Linked DNA regions of Danio rerio: region 1 is linked to region 2. Evidence: chromatin contacts called from public Micro-C data. All regions are on one chromosome and are shown on one strand. Each heading gives the region's core, a stretch centred on a gene start, on an enhancer-like site or on the middle of the called end of the contact. The rest is flanking DNA. Distances are from core to core; before and after follow the strand shown.

What was found. A called contact is a pair of places that touch in the nucleus more often than the background predicts.
Region 1: a contact with region 2 is called in a Micro-C map of caudal fin, with 4 times the contacts expected there. The contact joins the promoter of gna12a here to the promoter of foxk1 in region 2. A contact is called at or near these places in 2 of 18 Hi-C or Micro-C datasets (caudal fin and an unstated tissue) and 1 of 4 datasets of contacts at active chromatin or transcription factors (embryo).

What each region holds. Positions count from the first base shown.
Region 1 is chr3:40,652,004-40,659,242 of GRCz12tu, reverse strand. gna12a (guanine nucleotide binding protein (G protein) alpha 12a) reads right to left here and starts at 4,521. Exons shown (of 4, transcript NM_001013277.2): 1 at 3,794-4,521. The coding sequence starts at 4,114.
Region 2 is chr3:39,885,743-39,892,866 of GRCz12tu, reverse strand. It overlaps foxk1 (forkhead box K1), which reads left to right and starts at 4,941. Exons shown (of 9, transcript NM_199902.1): 1 at 4,941-5,404. The coding sequence starts at 4,998. cyp3c4 (cytochrome P450, family 3, subfamily C, polypeptide 4) reads left to right here. Exons shown (of 13, transcript NM_001077548.1): 11 at 150-376; 12 at 753-915; 13 at 996-1,809. The coding sequence ends at 1,082.

The DNA.
Region 1 (7,239 bases), core at 3,272-5,771, 770 kb before region 2:
CAGAGCTGTGAGTCAAGCCACTGTTAATAAACACAGGCATCTTAAATAGACAGAAATTACCCAAGAATAATACCCCAGGGTTTTAGTTTTGTGGTAAAACAACTACCACATGACTAACACCAAAATGAATTAGCCAGATGCATAAAATGAAAACAACATTTTCACATGGTCTTAGTCTAGGTAAACTGATCTAGACGTTTAGATGTATTGTAGATTAATTAAAGAAATGGTTTGATGAAAGCAACATACAGTGCTCAGCATATACGAGTACACCCCTCCCAAATCTCTCTTTTAAATTCATATTTAAATAGGAAGCTGTTCAATATTATATTTGTGCATATACATTAGATAAGTCATTACTGAAGCCAAATCTAGAGCTTATCTAACAAAATACGATAACGATCCAAAAATTAGTACGCCAAATTTATGTTATAGAAAAATATTAAATACAAATTTAAAAAATAGGAAAAATCAAGAAGCAAAAAAAATGTGAAAAATGTAGTTGAAATTTTGTAGGTTGCAATTATTTTTTGCAATATTTAGCTTGAATTTAATTGTATTATTTTTCAATTTCTAAATATGTTTGGTGACTAAAATATTATTTTAATAAATGTCTGTTTAATAAATCTGTTTTGTTTAAATGCACCAAAATACAATGCCTCTATTCACTGAGAAATGGATACAAATATTCATTTTCAAAATGAAGTGTACTCAATTATGCTAAGCACTGCATGCTTGACTGTACGAATGACCATGTGTTGCATTTTTTCTGGGACATTTCATATTTCAGCTCTATTTTGTTTGTGTCCTCCTGACAGAGAGAGAAAAAAAAGCTTTGCCCCAGATCACATTATTCTAAAAATGTCTTAAGCTGCATGGGTATATTTGTAGGAATGGCCAATAATACACTGGATGAGTCAAAAATTTACATTTTACTTTTATGCCAACACAACATTTATTAGAATATTAAATGAAGATCATGTTCAATGAAGACATGGGTTTGCTCCTGTCAATATATCAAAACTAAATTGCTAGTCAGTGAAATAGATTGCTAAGAACACAATTTGCAAAACTCTAAAGGCAAATTTCTGTTTTTATTTTCAGATATTGTCCTATACTAACAAATCACACATTGGTGAAAAGCGTATTTAGTTTTCATATGATGTATAATTCTTCTCGATTTCCAAAAATTGACAATTAAGTAATGAAATAATCAATTAATTCTGTGGTACAGAGTCACAACTTTTTTACTGCTCTGTGATAAAGCGAGTAGTCTCCTGTCATGGAAGAACAGTTAAAGTAGTGACTAAGGTAGCCAATCTTTCAGCCAAGCAGTCCCTAAGGCTAACATACGGTGACCCAGTATTGCACAACACAATGACATTTCAAAAAGCAACCAGTAAACTCATAACACAATGAAATTAAGATCACAACACAGCGACATTAAGATCACAACACACAAGCATTTCAGAAAGCAAACACTCAGAGAGCAAACGCAACAGAAATGCTGTCTCAAGTTTCGTTTCTAAACGTTCGAATGAATCAAAACCGACATTTTTTTCAGGATGCCCAAGCTAATGCACACTTGAAAGAAACGAGATCACGACACCAACATCATTTAAAGGCGTTTAAGGCATTATAATCCTCTAAGCATGTATAATGATTTGTCAGATCGAGCAGGTCTTCTGAAGTAATTCACAACTTGGTCTTGATGACGAATCACCTCCAGAAATGACAGCGACTCTTTGTTTACAGATTATGGGCATTTTAGTAATTGCTGTGATGTGCTGTGCATTTGACAGGACTGTACCTCACGTTCGTTTCATACAGATTACAAAACCAAAAAACTTTTGTGTTCAAGTGTAGTTGGTTCATTCAAAAAGTTCAGATTTCAAGCTTCACGTGGATATATTTCTCGTGTCTGTGAAGCAAGTATTCACTGAAATTCCAGTGTGTTTGTTGACCACCAAACTGTCATAAAAGCACACGTCTGGTCCGAGCTTCTCCCCTGGAGAAACATCATTCTATAGCAATCAATGATTGGCTGCTGTACAAGTAGGCGGGGCTTCATTCGCCATATTGACCGTTACACTTTTCCTCATCCAAAACTATACGAGTGACATGCTTTGTGTATTCTATAGCTAGATCTTTGGCGCATCTCACGGGTGTTTGTTCATTTCGCTAACTTTGCAGATGAGTGCCCTAAGGTAAAACCCGCCTCTTGCTCCTTGGCAGCAATGTATTGTGATACATTTTTAGTGGCTTCTAGAGATAATCACTGTTTCAGTGTAACTCGCCATTCGACAAGTGAAAAAAGAAGACGTATTATGTGTTTCACTGCTATCTAGTGGTTGGGAGCATTTCCGTTGTGTTGTGAGTTTAATGTTTGCTTTTTTGCAAAACTGCGAGGCAGCGAAAAGTTAACTGTGCTATAGCGAGGGGCCACTGTACTAATGTAAACCATTTTGCTACAAATGCGTACTGTAACTTTTTCAAAAGATGCCACCAGAGTGACAGCTCTCGTACCATTACTTCTGAGACGGAAAGTGTGAAGAACAAAAGAGCATGAGCGCATGGAGGACAGAGTCAGACATGAAGATGCTTTCCTACTAGTTATAGCACTAAAAAATGTGAATGAATTTCAGAGGATGTTTACAAGAACAGTAATACACCTCCTGAAATGTAAATGTAACTGCTAAATTTGTGTTTTAACATTGAAAACAGTTTGAAAACAATCTCACCTAACACTGTACTTTCACTTCAAAGAGGCTATTCAGTATTTATAACTTATTTGTTAGCAGGGCATTTCTACATGTTCACTGTATTTTGTTAGTTGTTAGTTATGTTTTGTTTACTGTACAGTATGTTTGAGTTTTTTAACATTTAAAAAAAAAAATTTATCACTGACTTCAGCTTCTGATACAGCTTATTTAGCAGTTTGTGTGGGCTACATGTGATTTTAGTTCATGTGAGCTTTTTCTGGCGGCTGAAGCACAGAGTTTGGGGAAGTATTAATTACTGTTGTTTGCAAAAAATGTGTGTGAGAGAGAGAGAGAGAGAGAGAGAGAGAGAGATTTTCATTTGTATGAAGCATTGTTTGTTTTACTTATTCGGACTAAAGTGTGTCACAACAGGAAACAGGCCAGTTTAGGCAAGGAAACTTGGCCTTGATGACCTTGGAATAACTAAATCATGACGGCATAATTTGCATTGCATCTACATATTCTGCATATGTGAAACACGAAAATGCTAGTGTTTAGTTGTATATAATAGAATTAATATTTGGACAATGGACATAGTTTACCAGTTCATCAATCCTGAAAAGAGAATGTTTATAAATATATAATATTACTATATAATATTATTATTTTAGCAAATTTGACATGCTCATGTCTGGATTAGTGCTAATCAACAGTGCAAACTTCCATAGGTAGCATTTCAAAATGTCTACCCATCCATCATCTATTTGTTTTATTTCATATTTTATTAATTGATATAAAAAACTTTAGAAATCATGTCAGATCTTTTATTTTTAATCGTCTAATACTTATGTAGGCTACTCAACTCATTCTTTTACAAATTGTTTATCCTTTTGTTTCGTCAAACTTATTGACTATATTATCTTATTGATCAGCTAATTGTGTAGGCTATTTATAGACCAAAATGAAAAGGAAGCCGCAGCAAAGTAAAAAAAAAATTTTAAGAAACAAAACAGACAAGTAAGGTGTCAGAAACTACTGTACCACAGCAACAAAAAAAGTAAAGCAAACTGTCACGATTGACAAATCGTTACCTTGATGACATTCTCAAAGATGGTATCCCTGAAGTCGAGCAGCGCTTTCTGGTCAAACTCTTTTCCGTGGATGATCCTCATCTGCTTGAGGAATGTGGACTTGCCGCTCTCTCCGGCGCCCAGCAGCAGGATCTTCACCAGCCGTCGTATGGAGCGCCGCTCGCGCTTCAGCATCGAGTCGATCTCGCGACTGCGCCGCTTCGCCTCGCGCTCCCGGTTCACGTCCCGCTCGCGGGTGCGATCTTTCCCGGTACTCCTGTCATCGTGAGCGGCCTCAGCGGGCAGTAAACACCGGCTCAGGGTGCGCACCACGCCAGCCATCCTGTCCAGCTTTAACACGGTCAGTTATCACCTGATCTACTCATTAAAGTGCCAAAGAACTTTATCTTTCGGATAAAATCTACTCAGCTCATCTGTCTACAAGTGTTAACAATTTAAAGAGACACTAAATGAGTAAAACCGAATCACCGCGGACACTTTCCTCCATTATTCTAAAGGCATTTGTTGAGGAAAGCTGAATAGAGATCCTTTCCACAGCAAAGCGACCACCACTGCTGTCCGCTAAAAAAACTTTAAAGAAATTATACAAACAAATCCACTGTTCGTGACAGTACAATAAAAATCAAGCGATAAATATGGTCAGGAAATGTTAATTCGCTGAAAAACGCATTCCTTTACATACTGGTAGTCCCAAAAGTTCATTCTGGAGGAGCGCGAGCGACTTTCTGATGTTTCCACTCAGTTCTGGGAAGTTTCTTTGACTGAGCGACTGACGCCCCTGTTGAGCGCGTGGCCGGCAGGGGGCGCGAGCGCGCGAGAAGGGTGTTTGTTCGGACATGAAGGGGGATTCCAGTCCGTGTCACAAATGTCGTTGTTACACAGTGGCCCCTGGCTGTCTGTCTGTTATCTACTTCTGTCTGCGAGGCGGTGACAGTTTTACATGAGGAAAAGTGCTGATAACTTTAATAATAAGCATAAAACATTTTACAAAACAAATGAGAATTCCCTCCTTCTACTCCTGTAAATCTACTAACATGCCAGCCTAGCTGTTGAAAAGGTAATTCATACTCATTCTTAGTCTTGAATGCTTAATCTTCATGACAAACAAATTCAAACACACCTCATTACTTAGTCAGGTGAATGTCATATGATATAATTAGCCTTTATTTATTTATTTTCTTTCCTGTCATAGAGCTAAAGCAGGCCACAACTATAGATTTGGTCATCTTCAATAAATCAATCCAGTCACTGATACACAAACTCCTTATAAACTGATAAACTGGCCATTTTTAGTTTATTCATTTATTCATTTTCTGTTGAATTAGTCCCTATTTCAGAGGTCCCACATTCTTCTTCTTCTTCTTCTTCGTATTATTATTATTATTATTATTATTATTATTATTATTATTATCGTTGTTGTTGCTATTTATTGTTATAATTATTATTATTTATATAATTATTATTATGTATTAAGGGCATTTCTATCTATCTATCTATCTATCTCTATCTATCTATCTATCTATCTATTCATCTATCTATCTATCTATCTATCTATCTATCTATCTATCTATCTATCTATCTATCTATCTATCTATCTATCTATCTATCTATCTATCTATCTATCTATCTATCTGTCTGTCTGTCTGTCTGTCTGTCTGTCTGTCTGTCTGTCTGTCTGTCTGCCTGCCTGCCTGTCTGCCTGTCTGTCTGTCTGTCTATCTATCTGTCTATCTATTTATCTGCAGTCCTGGGGAAAGGGGTTGTTTTTTTTCTCAAAATGTGGACTTTTTGCAGTTATTTACTTCATTTTCCTTTTAATTATATTTAAATACTCCAATAAGTGACATTTTAATCACTATCTGTAGTTGGATTAGCTTGTAGTATCCTCCATTTTCGATGTACCTTTAAATGTAAATATTTCCTAAAGATTTATAATAAACAAATATTAAAAAGAGCTTCACAATTTTCTTCTAGCCTCTCTTAAAATTCATTTAACAACAACAGCCTAATTAGTATAAACAGCAAAAGTCAGTCTAAGACACTCGACAAATGGGGGAAAATAATAAAAGCTTTTACTGACATGGCTATTTTTTTTTAAACTGCGCCTACACGTTTTGATAACATTTGACTTCATCAGGTATAACCTGATGTAGCCGCAGTTTTAAGCAACAGCTATGTCAATAAAAGCTTTTTATAATTTTTTTCTACATTTTTTGAGTGCCTTGGATTGATTTTGATGTTTATTCTGATGAATCCCTTACACAAAAAGCACACATTATTTAAGCTACCCCTAAAAACTTTTTGATTGATTTTTGATTTTTATACACAGCCTAATTAGTATTAAAATTATTAGGCTGCTTTTAATGCTTCAGACCTTTTCATTGGTTATTTTTTTTCTCTCAAGAATAAGGTTTAAGATTTAAAATAAAAGGTAGGCTACTTGTAAAATGTTTTTTTTTTTTTTTTTTAACAACAGTCGGTCAATAGTGAAAGTTGACTTCACTTATGTCATATTGTGCGTTTTCTTAAAACCTTCCATGAGTTATTTCCACAATTTATGATGACATAGCAGTCAAAATAGATAAAATGAGAATATAGTGGCAAACATTCAATGGCTACTTCTGGACCTTTGTCAGTAAGCAGGTAGCTCTTTCGAACCACTCAAGATAGTCAAAGTGGCTTTGTCATGTTTTTATTATGATAGTTTACTCAGTATATTTATTTCAATGCAAAAAAGTCAGATTTTGGTGTCAAATGCTGAAGACAACACTAGATAAGACTAGATATTATTTGCACAGCCATTTGAAAACCACAGTAAAGTTAGACATCACTGCATTTAGTGAGGTATCCGAGTACAAGACATTGTAAATGTACGTTTCACATTTTTACTGCATGTACTCTTTGCCATTCTTTTTTTTTCTCAGCATTGTGCAAAATAATAAAAACACCCTTATTTACAACAATTCACCTGTACCGCATGTCTTTGGACTGTGGGGGAAACCGGAGCACCCAGAAGAAACCCACAAGAATGCAGGAAGAACATGCAAACTCCACACAGAAACGCCAACTGAGCCGAGGCTCGAACCAGTGACCTTCTTGCTGTGAGGCGACAGCACTACCTACTGCGCCACTGCGTCGCCGGTCTGTTAATCATTCATTAAATTGTTCGATTTAGGAGATATTTTCAGGAAAAAAAACTATTTAAAAATATTTATAAAACTTGCTTGATGGATTTTGACCAGTTGAACATATTTGTATGTGACTCAAGTAATGAGATGAGGACTATTGGTTTTATATGGAATGCCTATTCCAAATGACTATTCAGCGACAAAAACATGTGGAACAGATGAATTTGGTAAACAAAATTGGCCATAGTGTATGAGTGTATATGAACGTTAGAGTGTATGGGTGTTTCCCAGTACTGGGTTGCAGCTGGAAGGGCACCT
Region 2 (7,124 bases), core at 3,692-6,191:
GGGGGTTAGAACAACATAAGGGTGAGCAATTAAAAACAGAGTTTTAATTTTTTAATGAACTAATCGTTTAGAGAACAGGAAGTATAGGTTAAAGAAAGCTATAATATTTATTGGGAATGTCCATTGTGTTGTTTTTGTGTATTCTTCAGACTCCCATTACATACGATGCATTGATGAGAATGGATTACTTGGAAATGGCCATCAATGAATCAATGCGTCTCCTTCCTACGGCCCCACGTTTAGAAAGGTCCGCTAAGAAAACGGTGGTGATCAATGGCTTGACCATACCAGAAGGGACTCTTGTTGGAATTCCTACATATGTTTTAAGTCATGACCCGGATATCTGGGAGTCTCCTGGAGAGTTCAGGCCGGAGAGGTGATGTTTGTCATTTCTCACACACTCATTATTTTTCATAGCCACAATTTTTCTCACTTCAGCTTTTCTCACAACTGAATCTAGTGGTGATTTATGCAGTTTACATAACTGCATGCCAAATTTAAGCCGGCTAAGCATTACGTTTTTTTTCTTACATCATTGGAATTTGCAACTACTATAAAAGCTTAAGAATGGTAAGGAAACATGCTTAGACACTGTGTATTTTATGAAATTACGCACAAGCTAGTCTTTTAATTTCTGTTTGGTTTTATTATGGGAAGAGGTTATACAAAGCAGATTTTCCAACCAAATGCCAGCTGTCTTCAAACATTCAATTTCACTGAAGTAAGAATGGCTTAACTGAATATATCTACAGGTTCAGCCCGGAGAATAAGTCTGAGTTTCTCCAGTACGCTTTCATACCTTTTGGACTCGGGCCTCGAAACTGCATTGGAATGAGATATGCTGTTATGATCATGAAACTTTTTGTCGTGAAGCTGCTTCAGAACTTCAGTGTGGAAACATGTAAAGAGACACAGGTTGGTTCACTGACTGGTGTTACTGATATTTGTGAGATGAACTGTGTTTTACCTCTTTTTTCTCTTTTTTTTTTCTTTAGATCCCTTTAGAAATTAATGTTACATTTCAACCGAAGGTTCCCATCACACTCAAGTTAATACCAAGATCTTGCAATAAAAAGCAATAATTCTGGTCAAAAACAGATATGTATAATAATGTTGTCATAACTGTGTTTGTCCACAAGATGCCACTGTAGTTCGCCAGCAACCCCAGCGGACTACAGTGGCTTTAGAACTACATTTCCATACATTCTTTCGCACACACACCTGGTCTCTCATCTACACTGATTTACAACCACAGCTGTCTCCGTTCTCTGTGATTACCTGGACTATATATTCAGTCATTCATCCTCTGTTTGTCAGTTGGTCGTTGTCATTGTTGGTATGTTGTTTCTGATCTTGATCTTGCTATTGTATCTTGTCTTAGTGTTAAAGTTTAGTCCAAGTTTAATCTGTTTGAGTTGTTTGTTTGTTTGTTTATTTTGTTAATTTGTTACTTTGATTTTTGGATTTTGTCACTGTTGCTGCACTTTCACATTAAAGATCTGCACTTGGATTCTACACCCGTTTTTGTTCCTGTTTCAATCCTGAAACGTGACAAATGTATTATGTGTTATTTACATGATTATAATTGCATTTTAACATCTTTTATGTTCTTTTACGCCACTCATTTCACACACAATAATATACTTTATACTGTTTTAGAATCAAAGAAATCAGTTATAGATACAGACTACATCATGAATGTTTATAATTGTATCGTATTAAAGATGTTGAGTTTTTGTAATGAATCAAAAGACATGTTAGCATGCCATCAGATTAATGCAAATAAAATATTCCAATGTGTGAAATACATTGAGTGTAAATGGGCAGTTTGTTAGTCACTGCACACAGAAAGCCTGTAAAGCAGAGTCCAGTGTCCTGTGTTTTATTTGGCAATGAAGACTAAACAGGATGAGGCTGTTTGTTTTCTCGCCACTTACAGCTGTACTTGTGCTTCCATAGCCTATAACACTCAACTTTAAAAATAAAACCCTTTTATGCTGTGGGAAGTTTTTCTAATAGAATAGCCCTTACGTTTTGCACTACTGTACAACTAAAAGAATATACAGTTGAAGTCAGAATTCCCCCCCACACCCCCCAGAATTTTTTTTCTTTTTTGAATATTTGCCAAATGATGTTTAACAGAGCAAGGAAACTTTCACAGTATGTCTGATAATATTTTTTCTTCTGGAGAAAGTCTAATTGGTTTTATTTTGGCTAAATTGAAAGCAGTTTTAAATTTTTTAAAAAACATTTTAAGGTCAAAATTATCAGCCTCTTTAAGCTATATTTTCCTTCGATAGTCTACAGAACAAACCATTGTTATAAAATAACTTGCCCAATTACCCTAACCTGCCTAGTTAACCTAACTAACCTAGTTAAGCCTTTAAATGTCACTTTAAGCTGTACAGAAGTGTCTTGAAAATATCTAGTAAAATATTATTTACTGTCATCATGGCAAAGATAAAATAAATCAGTAATTAGAAATGAATTATTAAAACAAATATGTTTAGAAATGTGTTGAAAAGAATCTTCTCTCCGTTAAACAAAAATTGGGGGAAAACATAAAAGGGTGCCAATAATAATGACTGTGATTTTTTTTAAATTAATAAATTGAGTTGAGGTTTACTTGTATAAAGCTTTTCAGAATAATTACTGTTCACAAGCAGCTTTAAAACAGTTAAAGGATATTATACATGGAGTTATTCACAATAGAATGTTTTAGCTGTTGCACCATTAAATATTTTCAGTTGACCTCAGCATTGAATGTGATGTAACCAGCTGTAAATCCGGCATACATTTTTCCTCTTTTCAATCTGTTCTGAGAAAGTCTCACATTTAACTTGTTAGTTAAACCAAAATGTTTTCAGGCCTTTGTTTGAAATGTTTTATAGGGTCAAGAACTTTGTTGCAAGACCCTGGTTACATTTCTGGGAAATCCTGCTCATTTATTCAGTTCCATTTCCTGCTGACTCAACTTTCAGCAAGCAGTTTTCTTGTTTTTGATAAGAAACTGTTCATTATTTTTCATTATTTCTCTGTAATGTCAAGGAAAACCATTGACCGATTTGATTAGAAAACAGAATAAATCTCATTAAAATGGGAAAAACACCAAAAGAAATGTTGTACAGGTTTCTGTAAAATACTCCAGAAGACAGGCAGGATACTCAAAGTCATGCTGGTAGTAAGATTTTGAGAACATTACATCAGTTTATTACATGGCTCTGTGGAATGCTTGATGCTTTTATATATATATATATATAAATATATATATATATATATATATATACACACAAATATATATATATACACACAAACACACACACACACAGCGGAGAACATGCCATGTTTTTTTTTCCTGGGAATAATATTTCTAAAGAAGATGCTGACATGGAATTAAACCAGATTTTGACAAAACCCAAACAATAGAAGCATACAAATAAAACAAAAAAAAATTTTTTTTTTTTTTTTTGTATTGTGCAATAACAATGAAATGACACAAGGAGGAAGTGCTGCACTACTGAAACATGGTGCCTGCTACTGATTTAATGTACAACCAATAAACCAAATTTGCTTATATCATGTACAGGATCCCGTCAAATTTATTAATTTAAAGTTTGATATTTCGAAAAATATTTTATAATGCCCATGAAGGATTAAATATTCAAAAGAATTAGGTTTTATTGTATGTGACTGTAAATACATGAAATACAAGTTATGCGACCCTTGGGTTGGAGAGATATATTAAAAGAGATTGTATGAAATCAGAGGCGTAGATTTGCTTTTGATATTGGTGGGGACCTAATTTGACAACTAAATAAATCTTAAATAACTTAAATAAATCAAATACAATTAGTAATAAAACCAACATTAAATAAAGCATGTATTATGGTACAAAAGTAAATTGACAAGAAAGCAATGCAGAACTCTAGAAAGGGGGAGGCATATACAGTAACCATTTTTTCTCGATTTTTCTTTTCATAATCGTCGTGGATGCCAAAATCGACACTTTTTTTTATTATTAATTGCACATCCATGGTTACTATGGTGGACTTGTAACGAACTTTCAAGTGACTGACACTTTTCTTTGAAATGTAGCTGCTTTCCATGTGTCACCTGAGTCTTGCACAGCCTGACTGGAAAATTTCGACTAAGTATTGTTTTATTTTGAAGGTGATTAAATTATTAGTGGGGACATTTTAATAACCTGTGGATGTTGGTGGGGACACAACCCCTTCGTCTATACAACTTTGTATGACATTCTTAAATAAACAGTACACACACTGAGGATGGTTTTATTTTTGAGGTTAGCCGATGGACTAGTAAAGACAGACATCTTGTGTTGGAAAAGTGAAACTGCGCGTAGTTTCAACTTTATTTATTTAACTGTGTACTTGCTAAAGTCCAGCATCCGGGGATTCCGTCATCCGGGCTTTGGCTCTGCCTTGTTCTTTCTCTGTTTATAAACAGAAAGAGCTCAGAATGGTCGATGCGTCATGACGTCACTTCTTCAACCACGTCACATTATTTTGACCTTCCAAAATGTTTTTCATATCGACCGAGAAGTACCACACACGAAAAACGACATGTAAAAGTTACGATTCGAGCAACCGCGCTTGCAAAGGACTTCAAATCAAGCTCATTTTTATTGCCACATGTAACGCACGTGTCGTCCGGTTCCAGGAACTGCAACAACATTAACCTTTAATTTGCCAAAGAGCAGAGAGTTGAGAATCATCAGGCAATTGCCACGCTTATAAAACAAAGCAGATTAAACTTACAAGAAATATCAGGGACATCCCATCACTCCCCATTCCCTGTTTCAAAACGACTAAATGGTTTATAAGCGATTAAAACACGCGACGCTCCGGTCCGCTATTCCATGACGTGTTTTCCGCGCGCCGTCTCCATGTTTTGACTACCACCACCAACAGCAACACAGTGAACCCTGCCAACACATAGCCGTTGCGCTTGCAATCCCCTCTGTGTTTTTCAACAAAATGGCTGATTTAGGGGATGATACCGGAGCGAGAGCCTTACTCGCCCTCAAATCTGCGCCTTGTAGCCCGGTGGCCGTGTCTATCCCGCCCGTGTACACGCTCTCCTCCTCGACTTCGCCCGGGATCACATCATCCATGCCCCTCTCCTCTCCGTCGCAGGCCCTCGCCCGCCTGGAAGGCAGGGACTTCGAGTTCGTTATGCGCCAGCGGACGGTCACCGTGGGCCGGAATTCCTCGCACGGCTCCGTGGATGTCAACATGGGCCACTCGAGCTTCATTTCCAGGCGACATCTGCAAATCGCCTTCGAGGAGCCGCATTTCTACCTGCGCTGCCTCGGCAAGAACGGTGTGTTCGTCGACGGCGTTTTCCAGAGGAGAGGCGCACCCCCGCTTGCCCTGCCGAGGGAGTAAGTTACTAAAATCAGATCTCTTACCTCAAATTAGCTTGTGTGGGCAGATGGCGAGTACCTATTCACTTAGAGAGCGCATACAAGAGATTAAAATAACGTGCTTAATGCAGCGGCTACATAATCCGACTCAACTGCAAGCATGCTAGTGCAGTCACGAGAGCTGTCACAAACTGCTTTCAAGACCCTTGCAGTTCACAAAGTCTGTTTAGTGAGTAGGGAGCAGCTTTGCAATGGTATTCCAGCATGAAAAACTTTGTGTTTTTACTATTGTTAATTGTGACAGGCAACCAGTTTAAGACGAAATTCACTAAAATGACTTTTATGTTATGTTATTCTCAACTTTACTTTAAGTTTAGTTGTACAACCTTTCAATACAACTACCATATCTATAAATTGAAACTATGAATGAGTTCCACTGGAAAAATGCAAGTAACTCGAGGGTATGTAAACAAAAACAGAATTTCAAGTATTGCTGGATTTATCAATGGATCTAGACTTATAAGTTAGAAATAAAAGTCCTTGTTGTCATAGTGTTTTTTTTTTTAACTCTTGGGTGTCTGTTTTGTAGAGGCTAGCATTCTAGATGTGTTAAAATACAAACATGAAAAGTTAAATGTTTCACATTGTGACCACAGGAACTGTGCACAGCAGAGACGTGATCCGCCGCTTGATTTTGTGGGCAGATGTGAGATGCAGGCCGCATTTATGACACACATCAGTAGTAACCACTTTATGATGTTAAGCAGACAAAGAACAAAGGGAAAAACCTGGTGATACTATAATGAAGTACCTCTAGCAACAACATTTAGTGGTGTGGGCATTGTTTGTACACAATCACAATGCACTCGTCTTAGTTTTGATAATTGCAGTTCTCAAGAGTTTCATCAACATTTCAATTCAATTTATTTAAACTAAAAAGAAAAACTTTAGCAAAGTGATTTCAAATGATTTGAGTTTTCAATTAATTATTGAATGTACAGTGCTCAACACAATTAGGTACACCCCCTTTTGAAAATAAATTTTTGTATCTATTTTTCAGTGAATATAGGCAATGTATTTTGGTGCATTTAAACAAAGCAGATTTATTTATTAAAATAATATTTTAGACACCAAACATTCAGAAATTCAAAGATAATACATTTAAATTCATGCAGAATTTAGAAAAAAACAAATAATTAAAACCTACAAAATTTCAACAATGTTTTTTCATATTTTTGCTTCTCTTTAAGTCTTACATTTGTATTTAATATTTTTCTATAACTTATAAATTTGGCTGTAAGTTATTTTGTTAGAAAAGCTTCAGATTTGGCTTCGGTACTGACTAATCTAATGTATATGCACAAATATAATATTGTATAGCTGATATACAATATATATTATATTTGCTGAGCACTGTATGTGTAGAATGACTATATAGACAGTGTAGAAGACAGTAAACAAAAAAATATTTTTCTTATAAAGAAACAAAAAAATATATATATGCAGTTATCATGAAGACTTTGCATATATTTTACAGTTTATAATGTAGTGTCACCAATAATTAAATACAACAGTTTGAGCTATATACTATTTTAATGTACCTTTAAATTATTCAAGTTTTCAAACTACTAAATTACTCTCTTTTTGCAAATAGCTAAATTTATATTTAAATATATTTGCAATTTGACTTTGAATTGCATTTACATGCACATAAAGAGCAATAAAAAAAGTGTTATAA